Regions from separate parts of the Sus scrofa genome. Here regions 1 and 2 are each linked to region 3. Evidence: chromatin contacts called from public Hi-C data. All regions are on one chromosome and are shown on one strand. Each heading gives the region's core, a stretch centred on a gene start, on an enhancer-like site or on the middle of the called end of the contact. The rest is flanking DNA. Distances are from core to core; before and after follow the strand shown. Region 1 has its middle 65 kb from the start of MIR9836. Region 2 overlaps RTKN2 (rhotekin-2). Region 3 overlaps ARID5B (AT-rich interactive domain-containing protein 5B).

The links. A called contact is a pair of places that touch in the nucleus more often than the background predicts.
Region 1: a contact with region 3 is called in a Hi-C map of alveolar macrophages, with 1.9 times the contacts expected there. The contact joins two enhancer-like sites. A contact is called at or near these places in 5 of 47 Hi-C or Micro-C datasets (alveolar macrophages, heart right ventricle, omental adipose tissue and 2 more) and 2 of 2 datasets of contacts at active chromatin or transcription factors (alveolar macrophages and skeletal muscle).
Region 2: a contact with region 3 is called in a Hi-C map of alveolar macrophages, with 4 times the contacts expected there. The contact joins two enhancer-like sites. A contact is called at or near these places in 1 of 5 promoter capture datasets (liver), 31 of 47 Hi-C or Micro-C datasets (adipose tissue, alveolar macrophages, blood and 15 more) and 2 of 2 datasets of contacts at active chromatin or transcription factors (alveolar macrophages and skeletal muscle).

Annotation. Positions count from the first base shown.
Region 1 is chr14:65,683,909-65,686,608 of Sscrofa11.1, reverse strand. No RefSeq gene overlaps it. Among named protein-coding and RNA genes, the nearest start is that of MIR9836, 65 kb to the left of the region's middle. Within about 2 kb of position 1,373, at least 2 of the 83 cell types and tissues checked have an H3K27ac peak or open chromatin away from gene starts, as enhancers often do. A contact at or near this core is called in alveolar macrophages, where this site is marked.
Region 2 is chr14:65,741,841-65,744,540 of Sscrofa11.1, reverse strand. All of the region lies in intron 4 of RTKN2 (rhotekin-2), which reads left to right. Among named protein-coding and RNA genes, the nearest start is that of MIR9836, 7.5 kb to the left of the region's middle. Within about 2 kb of position 1,345, at least 3 of the 83 cell types and tissues checked have an H3K27ac peak or open chromatin away from gene starts, as enhancers often do. A contact at or near this core is called in alveolar macrophages, where this site is marked.
Region 3 is chr14:65,544,945-65,547,644 of Sscrofa11.1, reverse strand. The region is part of intron 4 of ARID5B (AT-rich interactive domain-containing protein 5B); the gene reads right to left. Among named protein-coding and RNA genes, the nearest start is that of ARID5B, 140 kb to the right of the region's middle. Within about 2 kb of position 1,309, at least 18 of the 83 cell types and tissues checked have an H3K27ac peak or open chromatin away from gene starts, as enhancers often do. A contact at or near this core is called in alveolar macrophages, where this site is marked.

The DNA.
Region 1 (2,700 bases), core at 124-2,623, 140 kb before region 3:
TGTAGCATGTAACAAATGTAGAAAGAGAAGAATAAGGTATATCTAATACACACATATATGGTATGCGTACATACATATATACATCTATATATTCTTAAAAGAAATTGTAACCCCTGCCCCATTTTCCTTTTTTGCTTTTTTCCTTTTGTACTTGGACTTACAGTGCATAAGAATTTAAGAGATATCTAAAATATGTCCATATATTTATTGTCACTATATTAGAACCCTACGTTAGACATTATTGGGGTTTATAAGATTAAAAAGAATATTTATTCTTGAGAAGTTCACATTTTTGTTGATGGGATTGACCATTTAGAGTATATTGATATGTTACTGTTTAAGCTTACCTCATATATATAACATATATCTGTATACAGACATTTAAAACAATCCCTGCCTACCACCAGTGAACTTAAGAAATTGACTGAAAAGATTAAATAATACATAACACAACAGTGGGCAATATGAAAGAACAGTCAGTATAACACAGTTAAGCCTCTGATTTTAAGAGATATGAGAGATCCATGAGGGGGTATGAGAACTTTTACATTGTGATTTTTCAACAAGTGCAAAAGACCTTGTATCTGTGAAAATGATGAGTTAAGCAGTATAAAATTATATACTATGAATATCTTAGAATGATGTAAGAACAGGTCATAATAGGAAGATTTTTCAAATCTAGGAGAAATAAGAATAGAAGTCAATTTATCCACTGGGCTTCTGGAGGAGTTTAATTTTACACCATTCAAATTTAAGGGAGATTAGTTGTCATGGAATTTGTGGAAAGGAATGGATTGAACAAGGCAGTTAGCCTATTGTTAAGGTAGGAATCAGCAAGCAGATTGGCATGGCTGAAGGGGCAAGGTAGGATAAGCTGGGTCACATGCAGGACTTTAATGCCAGTTCAAGAAAATAAGACAAGTTAAACTAAGTAGGAATATTTGATATCAGGACTAAATCAGCTGAGTTTGTGGAAGGAGCACTCAGCTTATGAATTGAGGGAGTGGAATTCTAGTCTATGGTTTATAGTTAATTAGCCATGTTGCCTTGGGCAAGCTGTTATTCATCTTTTCCATTTCATTATCAGTAGAACCACTGAAATGCTGTTGGTGTTTGTCTCAGGTTAACCCAGAGGGCTCTAGGTTCCTGAGATGATGCCCTTAGAGACTGCAGCCAGTGGGGATGACACTAAATGAGTGAGCCTCTGGTTCTCTCTCTTCTCATTCAGCCAGAGCAACTCCAAGTTGATCTGTTTTATATTTCAGCCCCACCCCAGGTAGTATTACAACAATCACCATTTTACAGATGAGCAATTTGAGGCACAGGACAATTAATTAACTTGCCCAAGGTCTCATGGTGAATGAGACAGGATTTGAACGTAACCAGTCATGACCTTAAGGGAGTGGTCAACTTCCTCATTGTACTCATAACCAGTAATGAATGTGAGACTGCGAAAGGCATTAAGAGCAAGTTTTGCCAGACTTGCCTCCAAACTCTTTTTCTCTAGTGATGTGATCACTTGGAATATCTTTTTGTATTAAAGCCCTCAATGCAATTGATTTCATTCACAGTTGGATCCTACTTGTATACTATCTTGGGCATCATGTCTGACCCTGGGAGGCATTTGGGAAGAAAGATTTGGGTATATGGAAACCTGACTCTACTACCAGGCTGTTTATAAATATGAAAGGGAGGAAAATACAAATTCCATCCAAGAACATCTGGGAGAATGTGAAGAGGTGGTATTTGAGCCAGGCTGGAAGAATGAGTTGATTTTTGTTAATAGCATTTCTTTTTGGCAAAAAGCAACAGATGATAAATGAAGCAAAAAAAAAAAAAAAAAAAGAATGGTGGGGGTGTTATTGAAAAGTTATTAGAATCACCCAGAGGAATGAAGGAAGCCTAAGGAGGGTTGGACAGCAACATAAAATAAAAAAGGAATAGTTTTGTTCTTCTCTTAGCTTGTTAGAATATAGTCTTTGGGGCTAGAGACTATATCAACATAGTAAACCGTTTTAATATTGAAGTGGAAGAATAGAATCACAGAACTTACCATCTAGAACTGTGGTCTAAAACAGGAGTGATTTGTGTTCACCATGGAATATTTGGTAATGTCCGGAGACATTTCTTTGGTTCCCGTGATGAGGGTTCAGGGTGCTGCTTAAATCTAGTGGTAAGAGACCAGGGATGCTGCCAAATGCATATATAAAGTCTTGTAGGATTGCACTCTGTAGATATGGAAAAGGGCATTCTGAGCAGTGGAACAGAATGAGCAATGGGGTGGAAACATTATTGTGGTTCAAAATATGTCCACAAATTCATTGACCCTGTCTTCAAAGGTAGAACGTAATTCTCCCTTTGAATATGGGCCTAGGGATTCACTTCTAACGTAGAGTTTTGGAGGAAGTGATGCAGTGTGGCTTGTGAGGATATGATATAAAGGAGAGGTTGCACCTAAGCACTTTCGTGGGTCACTTACCGAAGTGAGTGAGAGGCCAACAACTACACTCCAACAGTAGTAGAAGAGAGCCATGTGGAGAGAAACTGAGACCCCCCTCAACAACCACCACCAGCTTTTAAATGAGCCCTCAGAAGCAGATCCACCAAGGGTGATGTCAGCCTCCTGAGAAATTCCAAGCCAGAAACCACCCAGCTAAGCATTTCCTAAATTTATAAGATAATAAATGTTTATTATTTTAA
Region 2 (2,700 bases), core at 96-2,595, 200 kb before region 3:
AAATGCTTTTTCTGCATCTATTGAGATGATCATGCGGTTTTTGTCCTCTCTTTTGTTGATGTGGTATATGACATTGATTGGTTTTTTCCATGTTGAACTATTCTTGTGACCCTGGGATGAATCCCACTTGGTCATGGTATATCATCTTTTTTATTTGTTGTTGGAATCAATTTGCTTATATTTTGTTTAGAATTTTTGCCTCTATATTCATCAACGATATTGGCCTTAATTTTCTTTTTTGGTAGTGTGTTTGTCTGGTTTTTGTATCAAAGTGATGGTGGCTTCATAGAATAATTTTGGGAGTGTTCCCTCCTTGCCAGTCTTTTAGAAGAGTTTGAGTTAAGTTCTTTGTATTTTTGGCAGAATCCCCCAGTGAAGCCATCCAATCTTGGACTTTTGTTTGCAGGGATGTTTTATTTATTAACCTGTTTGTTTATTACAGATTCTATTTCATTTCTAGTGATTGGTTTGTTCAAATTACCTATTTCTTCTTGATTCAGTTTTGGTGGACTTGTGAGTGTAGCGGGTTAATGATCCAGTTTGTCTGTGGTGTTGCCAGTTCGATCCCCATCCTGGCACAGTGGGTTAAGGATCTGGTGTTGCTGCAGCTATGGCTTGGATTCAATCCCTGACCTGGAAATTTACATATGCTGTAGAAGTGGCTGAAAAAGGAAAAACAAACAAACAAACCCAGTTTTGGTGGGTTTTATGTTTCTAGAAAGTCACCCACTTCTTTTAGGTTTTCCAGTTTGTTGGCATATAATTGTTCATAATTATTCTCTTACAGTTTTTTTTTTTATTTCTTCAGTTTGGTTGTTTTGTTTGAGTCCTCTGTCTTTTCTTCTTGGTGAGCCTGGCCAGAGGTTTGTCAATTTTGTTTACCCTTTCAAAAAACCAGCTCTTGGTTATATTGATTTCTTCCATTGTTTTTTCTCTTTTACTTATTTACTCTCAGATCATTATCATTTTCTTCTTTCTGCTGACTTTAGACTTGTTCTTCTTTTTCTAATTCTTGTAGGTAGTATGTTAGGTTGTTTACTTGAGATTTTTCTTGCTTTTTGAGGAAGGCCTATATTGCTATGAACTTCCTTCTTAGGACTGCTTTTGATACGTCCCATAGATTTTTGTATGGTTGTGTTTTCACAGTCAGTTAGACCCAATTGATAATTTTAGAACATTTCATCCATAAAACCCAGAGCATACATTTTTTTTTTCAAGTGAACGTGGAGCATTCTCTAGGAGACGACGTACCAGGACGCAAAACAAGCCTTAAGAAATTTAAGAGGATAGGAACTATTTGATGCATCTTTTCTGACCACTTCAGCATGAAACTAGAAATAAACCATAAAAAGGGAAATGAGAAAAAAAAACCCCAAACCCCATGAAAACCACTATATGCGGACTACACAACATCTTACTAAAAAACTATTGGGTCAGTGATGAAATCAAAGAGGAAATTGAAAAGTACTTTGAGACAAATGACAAAACATAACCATGAATTGGCAAATATATTTTAAAAATTGTTATCAGATGTGTGTAAAGGGTTTTTAGCTTGGCACATGGGGAGAGCTCTGTAAGTAATATTATTATTTTTTTTACCAAAAGTGCTAAGGCACCAGTGGGAAGAGCACACATACATTCCTACCTAGTTGGGCAGGTTAGGGATGAAGGAGTAATGTAAAGCTATTCTAGAAAGGAAATTGGACACAGGCACTCAGAACCTTAGAAAGAATTCTAAACAAATAGAAATGTAGACAAAAGATTATGGGATCTAAAGGTGAAGCACAATGTAAAGGTAGCCAACTATTTATGTTCATAAAGATTTGTAATTATTTGAAAGTGGCATAATTGGATATGAAAACTGCACTTAAACTTCCTAAGTGTAGTAGGGAAGTGTCTTAGATAAGAAATTTTCCACAAGGGCTTGAGTCGTTGATACAGTTTTCATTCTGAGTAACTAAAACTAACTTTACTTTACCATTGAGATCTCTGCTGTGCTGTATTATGCTGCGATCACACATCTTAATCTATTAGTAGAATCTAAATCCTTTAACTTGGAAATTAGCATAGGCATGTCAGAGGGAAATTGTTACTGCATAATGTTAACCTAATATTAAATGGAAGAATAGAGGAAACTAGAAAGGAAAAATTTTGACTGTGTCAAAGCTCTAGATTAATTTGTGGAATAAAGATCATTAACGCAATCACTTTAGAGTTTGAAGAATGTGTGAATGAAAAGAATGTGTTTAGAATATTTTCAGAATGTATGTTCTTTTTTTGACCTGAAAGAAGCAATGTATTCCTCTTTTTCACTTTTATTTTTTAAGGGAAATGTTACAGTTTGTAACACGAATATACAAAGATCTGTAAATTCTTTTGTAGACAAAGAAAATCTTAATGGAAAGGTCTTGGATTTTTTCGTCTAGGCTGGGTTTCTCCCAGAAACCAATAATCTTAGGCAATTCACTTAATTTTCTTCATCTTTAAAAAGTTTTCTTTCCTTCCTTCCTTCCTTCCTTCCTTCCTTCCTTCCTTCCTTCCTTCCTTTCTTTCTTTCTTTCTTTTTCTCTTTTTCTTTCTTTCAAGGGCCACAGGTGCAACATATAGAAGTTTCCAGGCTAGGGGTCAAATTGGAGCTACAGCTGCCAGCCTACGCTACAACCACAGTAATGCACGATCTGAGCCATGTCTGTCACAATG
Region 3 (2,700 bases), core at 60-2,559:
AACATTTTTTCTTTTAAATTTATAAATGATTCCCTGAAAATTTTAATTCCAATCCACAGTTATATTCCATATACTCCACACCGAACAGAGTGGGGCCAGAAAACTGCAGCTCCTGGTACTCAGAATCTGATAACTGCTTGAATCTGCCCATGAATTCACAAAGCATTAATTATATATACCTTTAAGAACATCATAAAAAGTTTACTTTTATTCTGTTCTCCTATAAATAATTTTCCACACCCAATAGAAATGTTTGAGAAGCAACTGTTGCTTCTGAGATATGAACACACTGGACCACTAAGAAGCACAACTCTATCTTGGGGGAACTTTCTAACTTAAATGATGAATTTAAAGCAATAGGCACGGTTAGGGAGAAAAAAAAAAGGATACAAGAGTATTACCATTTTTAAAAAAATTATTCTGACAGTTTCCTTTTTAAGTGTAATATTTTTTTCTCAAATAAAGGCATTAAAAATATGAGTCTACACAGACATAAAGAACAGACTGGTGGTTGCCAAGGGGGTGAGGGAAGGGAGTGGGATGGACTGGGAGTTGGGGGTTAGATGCAAACATTCCATTTAGGATGGACAAGCAGGGAGTTCCTGTTGTGGCTCAGCAGTAAGGAGCCTGACTAGTATCCATGAAGACATGGGTTTGATTCCCTGGCCTCACTCAGTGGATTAAGGATCCGGCATTGCCATGAGCTGTGGTTGCAGATGTGGCTTGGATCCTGAGCTGCTGTGGCTGTGGTATAGGCCAGCAACCACAGCTCCTATTTGACCCCTAGCCTGGGAACTTCCATATGCCGTTTAAAAAAAAAAAAAAAAAAAAAAAAAGATGAGTCCAGAGTTGGGAACTGAGATGAGAGCCTCAAATACCCTCAAGACCAGACAGCCCTGAACAGGGACCCAGGGGTGTGAAGTGTCACACTTGCCAGCTGCGACATCATGGCCGCTTGGAGTTTCCCTGTTTGCTTTAGCCCAAGTCATACCTTAATGTTGCCTGAATCCCACTGAATACTAATAGCAATTTAGCATTTCCAGGGAACTACCCTCTCTCAGAATCCAGGCCTTCTCCTACAGCTGGTGGAAGGGTGAGCAGTAGTGTCCTTAGAAAGAGGGTGGAAAAAAAAAAAAAAGGCAGGCTTTATATGAGGTCCAGTCATTTTGACTCTGTGTCACTGAGATCCCCAAGAGTCACTAATGAGAATGGAATGTATTACTACATTTGTCATACCTGGACTGCTCGGGCAACTTCAGTCTAAAATAGCCGTGGACTTCATTGACTGCTCAACAAACCATGGAAGTAAACACTTTTGAAATCCCTTCCAAACATGCCCTGCCTTACTCACTCCTTATTTCATACTTGTGAGTACTGGAGCCATTGTTAATGCCTCTGATCAAAGTTTTAGTAATTTCACAGGCATGCGATTTGCATAGCTATTTCCTGATCCGCCTTCTCTCTGCCCTGGAGGTCTTCATTTCTCAGAAACACTTAAAAACACAGATTATTTGACTTCTCCCCTCCCCCACCCTATAAATGGAACTTGACTTGCTAGCTCATCTGTATTGCTAATTGGTTTGAAAGCATGTGACTCCATGCATTCTTGCCATTAATTCACCAGCTAACCTCTTTTTAAGTCAGGTTTTACCAGCAGTGATGGGCAGATCTCTATCTGTGCCTGGAGGGGGGAGACAGATTTAAATGACCAAATGGTATCTCTGTATTATTCCGAAATGATGGAATGAATTCCACAGGAATGCAGAAATGTTCTAGAAATCTATAATAGGCTTGTCTGAGAGGGCACTGGCAAAGAAGATAGGGATTATAGTTGCTTTTCACTCCCACTTGCAGAGTAGGGGGAACAGCCTGGAGCTCAATCTGCATGTGGACTGGAGAGAGATTCTGGGTTTTCAGAGGACTGACTCTTTCAGGAGAGAATTCTGGAAAAGGGCAAGGAGACCGAAATCAATGCCAGACCTTCCAAACTTTGGTCTATTCTGACTACCCACAGTATCCTTCAGGGGAACCATGCTCAGATGAAAGAGTTTCTTCAGGATCTGTAAAGGCTCAGAGCTGCTTTGCAAACAGTCATCTTTGGGGCAATGAAATCTATAAATTATGGCATCAGGAACCTATTGAAAGACCTGGGCCTTAGAATTCCAAATATTCCGTAAAGAGACATCTGGGCAGAACAGATACCCAAGGGCTTGGTTCTTAAGGGAGAGGAGGCAGCGCCATCTAGGTGCTCAGGCTACATGCAGAGGGTCTGGTCTCCTCCCCTAGCTGCAAAGTCTAATCATGAAGTCACAAACCCAGCAAAACCAATCGTGGACTCTAAGATCCCGTAGTGGCTCAAACTTCCACTTTCACATCTACCTGACAACTCACTTCTCCTGCTGTTCATCTCCCCAGATGCCAGGTACCCACCAGCCATTTCCAAGCCCCACGCCCCTTGAGTAATGGAGAAGATTATGCTGGATGTTGAGGTGTGTGTGTGTGGGGGGGAACCTGCATGAGAATTATTACAATTAGAAGGGTACTATCTAGTTCCCGTCATGGCGCAGTGGTTAATGAATCCGACTAGGAACCATAAGGTTGTGGGTTTGATCCCTGGCCTTGTTTAGTGGGTTAAGGATCTGGCATTGCCCTGAGCTGTGGTGTAGATTGCAGGCACGGCTCGGATCCCCCGTTGCTGTG